Linked DNA regions of Anas platyrhynchos: region 1 is linked to region 2. The links are chromatin contacts, called in public Hi-C maps. All regions are on one chromosome and are shown on one strand. The core of a region is the stretch at or near the end of the contact, and the rest is flanking DNA. Distances in the headings are between cores, read along the strand shown. Region 1 overlaps ADAP1 (ArfGAP with dual PH domains 1). Region 2 overlaps ADAP1 (ArfGAP with dual PH domains 1).

What was found. A called contact is a pair of places that touch in the nucleus more often than the background predicts.
Region 1: a Hi-C map of subcutaneous adipose tissue shows a contact between it and region 2, with 2.0 times the contacts expected there. The contact joins two enhancer-like sites. A contact is called at or near these places in 4 of 8 Hi-C or Micro-C datasets (F1 follicle, liver, skeletal muscle and 1 more).

What each region holds. Positions count from the first base shown.
Region 1 is chr15:14,162,306-14,165,067 of IASCAAS_PekinDuck_T2T, reverse strand. ADAP1 (ArfGAP with dual PH domains 1) reads left to right here. Exons shown (of 11, transcript XM_072023792.1): 2 at 2,012-2,142. Among named protein-coding and RNA genes, the nearest start is that of ADAP1, 18 kb to the left of the region's middle. Within about 2 kb of position 1,442, at least 1 of the 8 cell types and tissues checked has an H3K27ac peak or open chromatin away from gene starts, as enhancers often do. A contact at or near this core is called in subcutaneous adipose tissue, where this site is marked.
Region 2 is chr15:14,128,897-14,131,759 of IASCAAS_PekinDuck_T2T, reverse strand. The region is part of intron 4 of ADAP1 (ArfGAP with dual PH domains 1); the gene reads left to right. Among named protein-coding and RNA genes, the nearest start is that of GET4, 27 kb to the right of the region's middle. Within about 2 kb of position 1,374, at least 1 of the 8 cell types and tissues checked has an H3K27ac peak or open chromatin away from gene starts, as enhancers often do. A contact at or near this core is called in subcutaneous adipose tissue, where this site is marked.

The DNA.
Region 1 (2,762 bases), core at 193-2,692, 33 kb before region 2:
CTGATCCCTCTCTGCTGCTATCAGACCTTTCCCATGGCCATTTTGACCCTCTCTACTTGCTGCAGCATGACTTCAGCAGGCTTTGGGTTGGACTATGTTTGACGATAGACCTATAACTCATGGCTAGAGATGGGGACATTATGATGAGCTCCATGTGCCCCTTTTTTGTCTATTTCTTTGTTTCTTCTTACAACTGAACCAGCTTTTGGGTTTGTAAAGCAGCTCCTGGAATGCCATGGGACAGTGGTGCTGCAGTATATGATTCTTGTTGCAAGCCTGTAATTCTGTAACTGGCAGCAACCTTTGTAATTGGGGTGGATGTCTGCTGAGTGCTTCTTTTGTGATGTGAAGGAGAGTCAGCCCCAGGTGAGCACCCAGGGATCTGGGCTGATGGCACACAGCACCCTCTGCCCTCACTGCTATTGCTGGATGCTGCTGGCACTTGGTTCCTGCTGCTGTATACTGAGGTTGACTTGCACGGTTTTTTCTTTGCCACACTTCAGCTGTAGTGTTTGGAGTCTTGCACGAGGATGGGAGGCCACATGAAATACTAAAAAGCACCTTTATATCTGGCCACTAGTCCCCTGTGATGTGGCTGCTGGCTCTGTGGGACTTGCAGCAACTTGGGAATTCGGTTTCCTCTCCAGGGTGGACACCCAGCTGTGTCCCATGGGGCTGCTCACTTAGCTCATGATTTTATAGCTAAACACGACCAGGGAACTGGATTTGTCCCCTCCGTGGTGTGATGGGGTCTGGTGGCTGTCCCCACGGGCAGGGGCTGCCCACCCAGAAGAGCTGTGGTGCCCCGCGCCACCCCGCTCCCTGTCCCTGCTGCACTGACACAGCCAGGCCGTACCCGTGTGTGAGGAGAACGTGCATCCCCCTGCTGTTATACATAACTGCTGCTCCGTGAGGAGCAAATGTTCAGCAAATTACTGTGGGGAAATAAACAACTGCTGGTGGTTTGTGAGGCAGCAAGGCCTGCCCTCGTTGCACGGGGGCAGCCTAGGCCTGGGCGGCCCCCAGGCCCCTGCTGCTGTAGGGAGGCTGAGGCGAGCGGCCGTGCTGGGAGCCGATCTCCACAGGGAGGAGGCGGAGGAGCCAGCAGCGGTTGTGTGATGGGTTTGTGGCTCGCCTGGCGACTTGTCAGGGAGCTTTTTCTTCTGGGGTGCAGCTGGAGTGGCAGGCGCTGACATTTGCCGGTCGGGGTTCAGACGAAGAGGCCTGTATCGGCCTTACTGGTGCTGAGGGACGCCGCTGGATGCGTCCTGCCCTCCGCCGCTTCGTGTCTACGTTTTGGGCACTGCCTCGAGGCTGGCAGCAGCTCTCCTGAGGAGGAATTTGGAGACGAGGGACGTGTGTTTCAAGTGCTTTGTGTGAGACGTCAGCTCAGGGCTGTAAACAGCTCAGAGAAAGCACAGAGCCGCCACCAGCAGCCTTTTTCCATTAAGGCGAGGGCTGGAAACCCTCCTGGCTCAGAGGCCTTTTCTGCTGTGCAGCCACGACTGTGGGAGGAAAGTCTGTATGCTGCATTTCCACTGTAAAAAACAAACAAACAAACAAAAAAACAATAAATAAAGTAAGAACTGTCAAAGCAGAGAAGCAGTATAAGGGTTTCCCCGAGCTGCTTGTTTTGTAGGGCAGTTTTGGTCCACACAGGCCTCGTTGGGTGGGATTTTCTGGTGAAGGGAGACATTTTGTTCTTCATGTGAGTGTGGATTGACTTTTGGGGTTCTTGGGCACATGCAGTTGTGTGTGTATTGGGTTTGTGTGAATAACTGCTGCTCCTGAGGTTGCAGTTCTGTTAATTATTAGTGTAACTGGTATAACTGTTAGTTTAAATTAACATAGACCTTCTCCTTGTATGTTTATTTGATACCTTTACAATCGGAACTCAGCCCTGGTGACTCCTGACCTCCCCTGCCATCCCCTGTCCTGACCACCTCTCCTGCCTCCTGTGCTGAATTTAATAGACCAGCCAAGTGCAATTTTCTTTCTGTTTTCCTTTCAGATCCAGACTGGGCGTCCCATAGCCTAGGGATCTTCATTTGTTTGAATTGTTCAGGAATCCATCGCAACATTCCACAAGTCAGCAAAGTGAAGTCTGTCCGTCTGGATGACTGGGATGATGCTCAAGTGGAGGTATGTGCGTCTCGGGCTTGAAATGCCGGTGAGCTTGGGTCGTTGTTTTACATCACTGATCTAAATGCCACCTATCCTCTGGCTTCCTCGCCAGCAAAACAGTAAAACCAAGTCCTCTCTAAAGATACTACAGCAAATGTGATCCCAGGAAACTAAATTCCAAAATGCGGGAATGAAATCTGTGGTGCTATACTTATGAGATCTGGTTGAAAACTTGAATAACCATTTCATGAAGAAATTGGGAGGATTTCCCCTACCCCTATAAAATATCATTAAAATAGTGTGTGTAGAAATTATTAATTCTAAATGGATCCTCTTCATTTTCTCATGTTACCTCCAGCTGTAGTCTACCATTCCTGCCCAGCTCAGCTGTTTCTGACTCTCTTCCACTTAGCACTGAAAGCTATTAAACACAGTGTCCTGAAGAATTGAACCCCTGCAACATAAATTCTCTGTATTTATACAACACACCTGAATAGATTTGGATGATGCTGCTAAAACCAACCAGGAAACCTATATGCTTTGACTGTCGTTATCTTTAAAGGCATAGAGAATGCTAACAGTCATTGATTTTTATCTTATTTTGTAGATTTGAGGTTTTTCTGAAAGCCACAGCTCTC
Region 2 (2,863 bases), core at 125-2,624:
TTTGTATCTTCCTCTTCATCTGCAAAGCTCTGAATTGGGGTCAGAGCACCTTGTCTGACTGTCTTGAGAAAAGAAAACTGACTTCAGTAGGTGGAGGGGCCCTGCCCAATCTCTAGGAAAATGCAATTGTTCTTGGATTGCACACACGAGTAAATTTTTTCCTCTTTTTCAGCCTTCCATGCTTTGTCTTGCAGTGAGACCAAGAAAAAAACCAACACAGTAATGCACTTGTTCTTGGGCACAGTATTGGCTTTATCACTGTGCTTGGTTTGGATATAGAAGCATGTTTCTGGTTTTACCACTGACCTAGAAATGTCCTGGAAACAAAAAGTTCCGTTCCCAACTGAAATTGCAAAGTAGAGCACCAAAGAAACTGAAGAGCAGATGTGGTTCAAGTACAAGTTTATCGTGTTTTACATAGAATGAGGGAAAGCAAAATCCATGCGTGATTTTTTTTTTTTTTTCCAAGGCAGTGCATGTGATTGTCCTTCTCTTGGGATGAGTTTCTTTGTTTTCTGAGAACAAAGGCTGAAACTGAAAGAGTCATTTTGGGTACTTCCTATAATCCGCATGCTCAGACATGCCAAAAGCCCCATCAATAAGCACACACCATAACGGCGCTCAGAGCTGGGGAAGTAGCAATATCCCTCTTCTTAAAAATAGGGAACTTGGACAAATTGCTGGAGGAAGTCAGATGGAAAGATGGTATCTGTGTTAGACTGTCTTGAGAGCAAATCCTCTCCCGTGCTTCCTCTGTAGCCCCTTGGATGGTGAGAAACTGGGTTGGGCTGGAGCACCCTAAGGGCTGTGCCATTTCAGGTAACGTGCGTGCTGTTTGTTGGCCAACTTTGTCACAACCGTTTGGCGGCTTTTTTACAAGTGTCCCCATTTTGTGGCAGAGCTGACAGTTTGGTTTTTCGTTTTGGCAGGTGGTTGAAGTGAGAGAGTGTTATTTCTAAAGGGTGCTGGCCAGCAGGTCTCCGTCAGGTAGTTCTTTCTGCAGCCACGGCTGGGTGCTGGTGATCAAGCGCGGCGTCGACAGGCGGCCACGTCCTTTGGGAGAGGATACAAACGTGCCCTAGTGCTACGAATTGGCAAGTGTGGCAGGGCTGGGGGTTGTTTTGCTTCAGCACGAGCAGAACAACCTTCATGAAGGTCTAAATGTGACCAGGTACCTTTACTCTGGAAGCTGTTGGTAAGGTAGTGCAGAGGCGAGGAGGGACTCTGGTACCTCAGCTCTGAGATCTGCTCCCCTCTCCAGCCTCCTGCAGTTCTTTCTCCAGCTGTTTTTGCAATCTTTTAGATCGGGCTGCTGAGGACACGTCTTGCTGACATACTGTTTGCCTGGGGAAGCTGGATGAGTTCATGTTCAGTTCACGTCCAGTTTGTTGTGTTTTGCATTTAATCAGCGCTGACAGGGGTGCAGGCAGCACGTTTGGACAGAGCAGAGGAACAGCTCCCGAGGACACAGCCCTGGAGGAAGAAAGAAAGAAAAGAAGCAAGTAAAGGATTTAAGAAAATCTGTGCCAAAGTACAGCAAAATTAGCAGCTGGCTTTGTCCGAGCAGCCAGGAGCTCTTTTGCAGAGGCAATGGTTCTGGAAAGATCTGGCATATGAACTATGGAAAGGGATTGCATTTGCTATTATGTTGGGGTTTTTTGTTTGATTATTGTTATTTTTTTTAATTAATTTATTTTTTTCTCCCTTGGAGTGGAATTCAGATAACTGTGTTTTGCCACAAAGGGCTGGAAAAAGGGAAATCAAAATGATGCAAATGTCCATACACATGAGGGCATGAAAACCTAGCCTTCCAGCCTGGCCTTGGCACTGGCTCACAGTATTGTCCTCGGCAGCTCACCAAACCTCTGTGTGCTTCCACCTCTTTGTATAAAACCATTAGGATGCCTGTGTGCTGGGGCAAGTGTTGTGTGGGCTTTACAAATTTCCAGTTATTTGAATTTGAGATCCTCTTTGGGGAAATGCGGAGAGTTTTTTATTCCCTGCTCCTGAAGTGTTAAGAGAAATTACACAAAAAAAAAAAAATAATAATTGTGGAGGAGAGCAAGTTTAACAGGGAATGCCTGCAGCACCCTTCCACCCTGTGCCATTCAGATGTTTGTAACAAAACCCTCCAGAGGAGTGAGGGAATGCAACCTGCAGCCAAAACGTGAGGAGTTGCTCCGAGGTTGTGCTGCTGAGGGCTGAGCTCTGTGCCCAGCGCACTCTGCTGAGCTGGGCAAACCCAGGCGGGTGTTTCTGAACTACAAGACTGTGTTTCCTCCTGCATCACCTTGTATTTTGCATTTGTCACCATCTTCCACGTGCTGTCTTCCCTCTCTCTTCTTTGGCACCAGGGTCCTTTCCTCCAGACCCAGCTCTCCAGCCCCTGACGAGCTGGCAGTGTTTCCCCCGTGTCAGCCGCAGCAAGGCTCTGAAACCATCCCCGCTGCTTAGCCACTTGCCATTCCGGAGGGCAGCCACCAGCCATCAGAGCCCTAGCAGCATCTCTGCCTCGTGTGAAGCAAATCTCACGTTTTTACGACTTATCAGCTGGGCAGAACCTGCAGCCTGTCTGACTCCTGTCAGCCCCGTGTTGTGAGGGCTGGGATCCCTGTCCAGCTCTGTCTCGTTCAGGCGCTATCGGGCACGTAGCGGTTTTGCTGATACAACCCTGGCAGGTAGTGGCCTTCCCTGCAAAGCTGGGAATTAATTTGTGCTGCAGCGGTGATGAGAGCAGCTCAGGCTGTGCCTCGTGTGGATGCTGCTGCCCTGGGCTCTTCTGGTGGCTTTCTTGGCCGGCTTCCCCTTGCTTAGGTGTTGGGTCTTAGCTGTCAGTGGGCGCTTCTTTCTAACACTGCGAGTG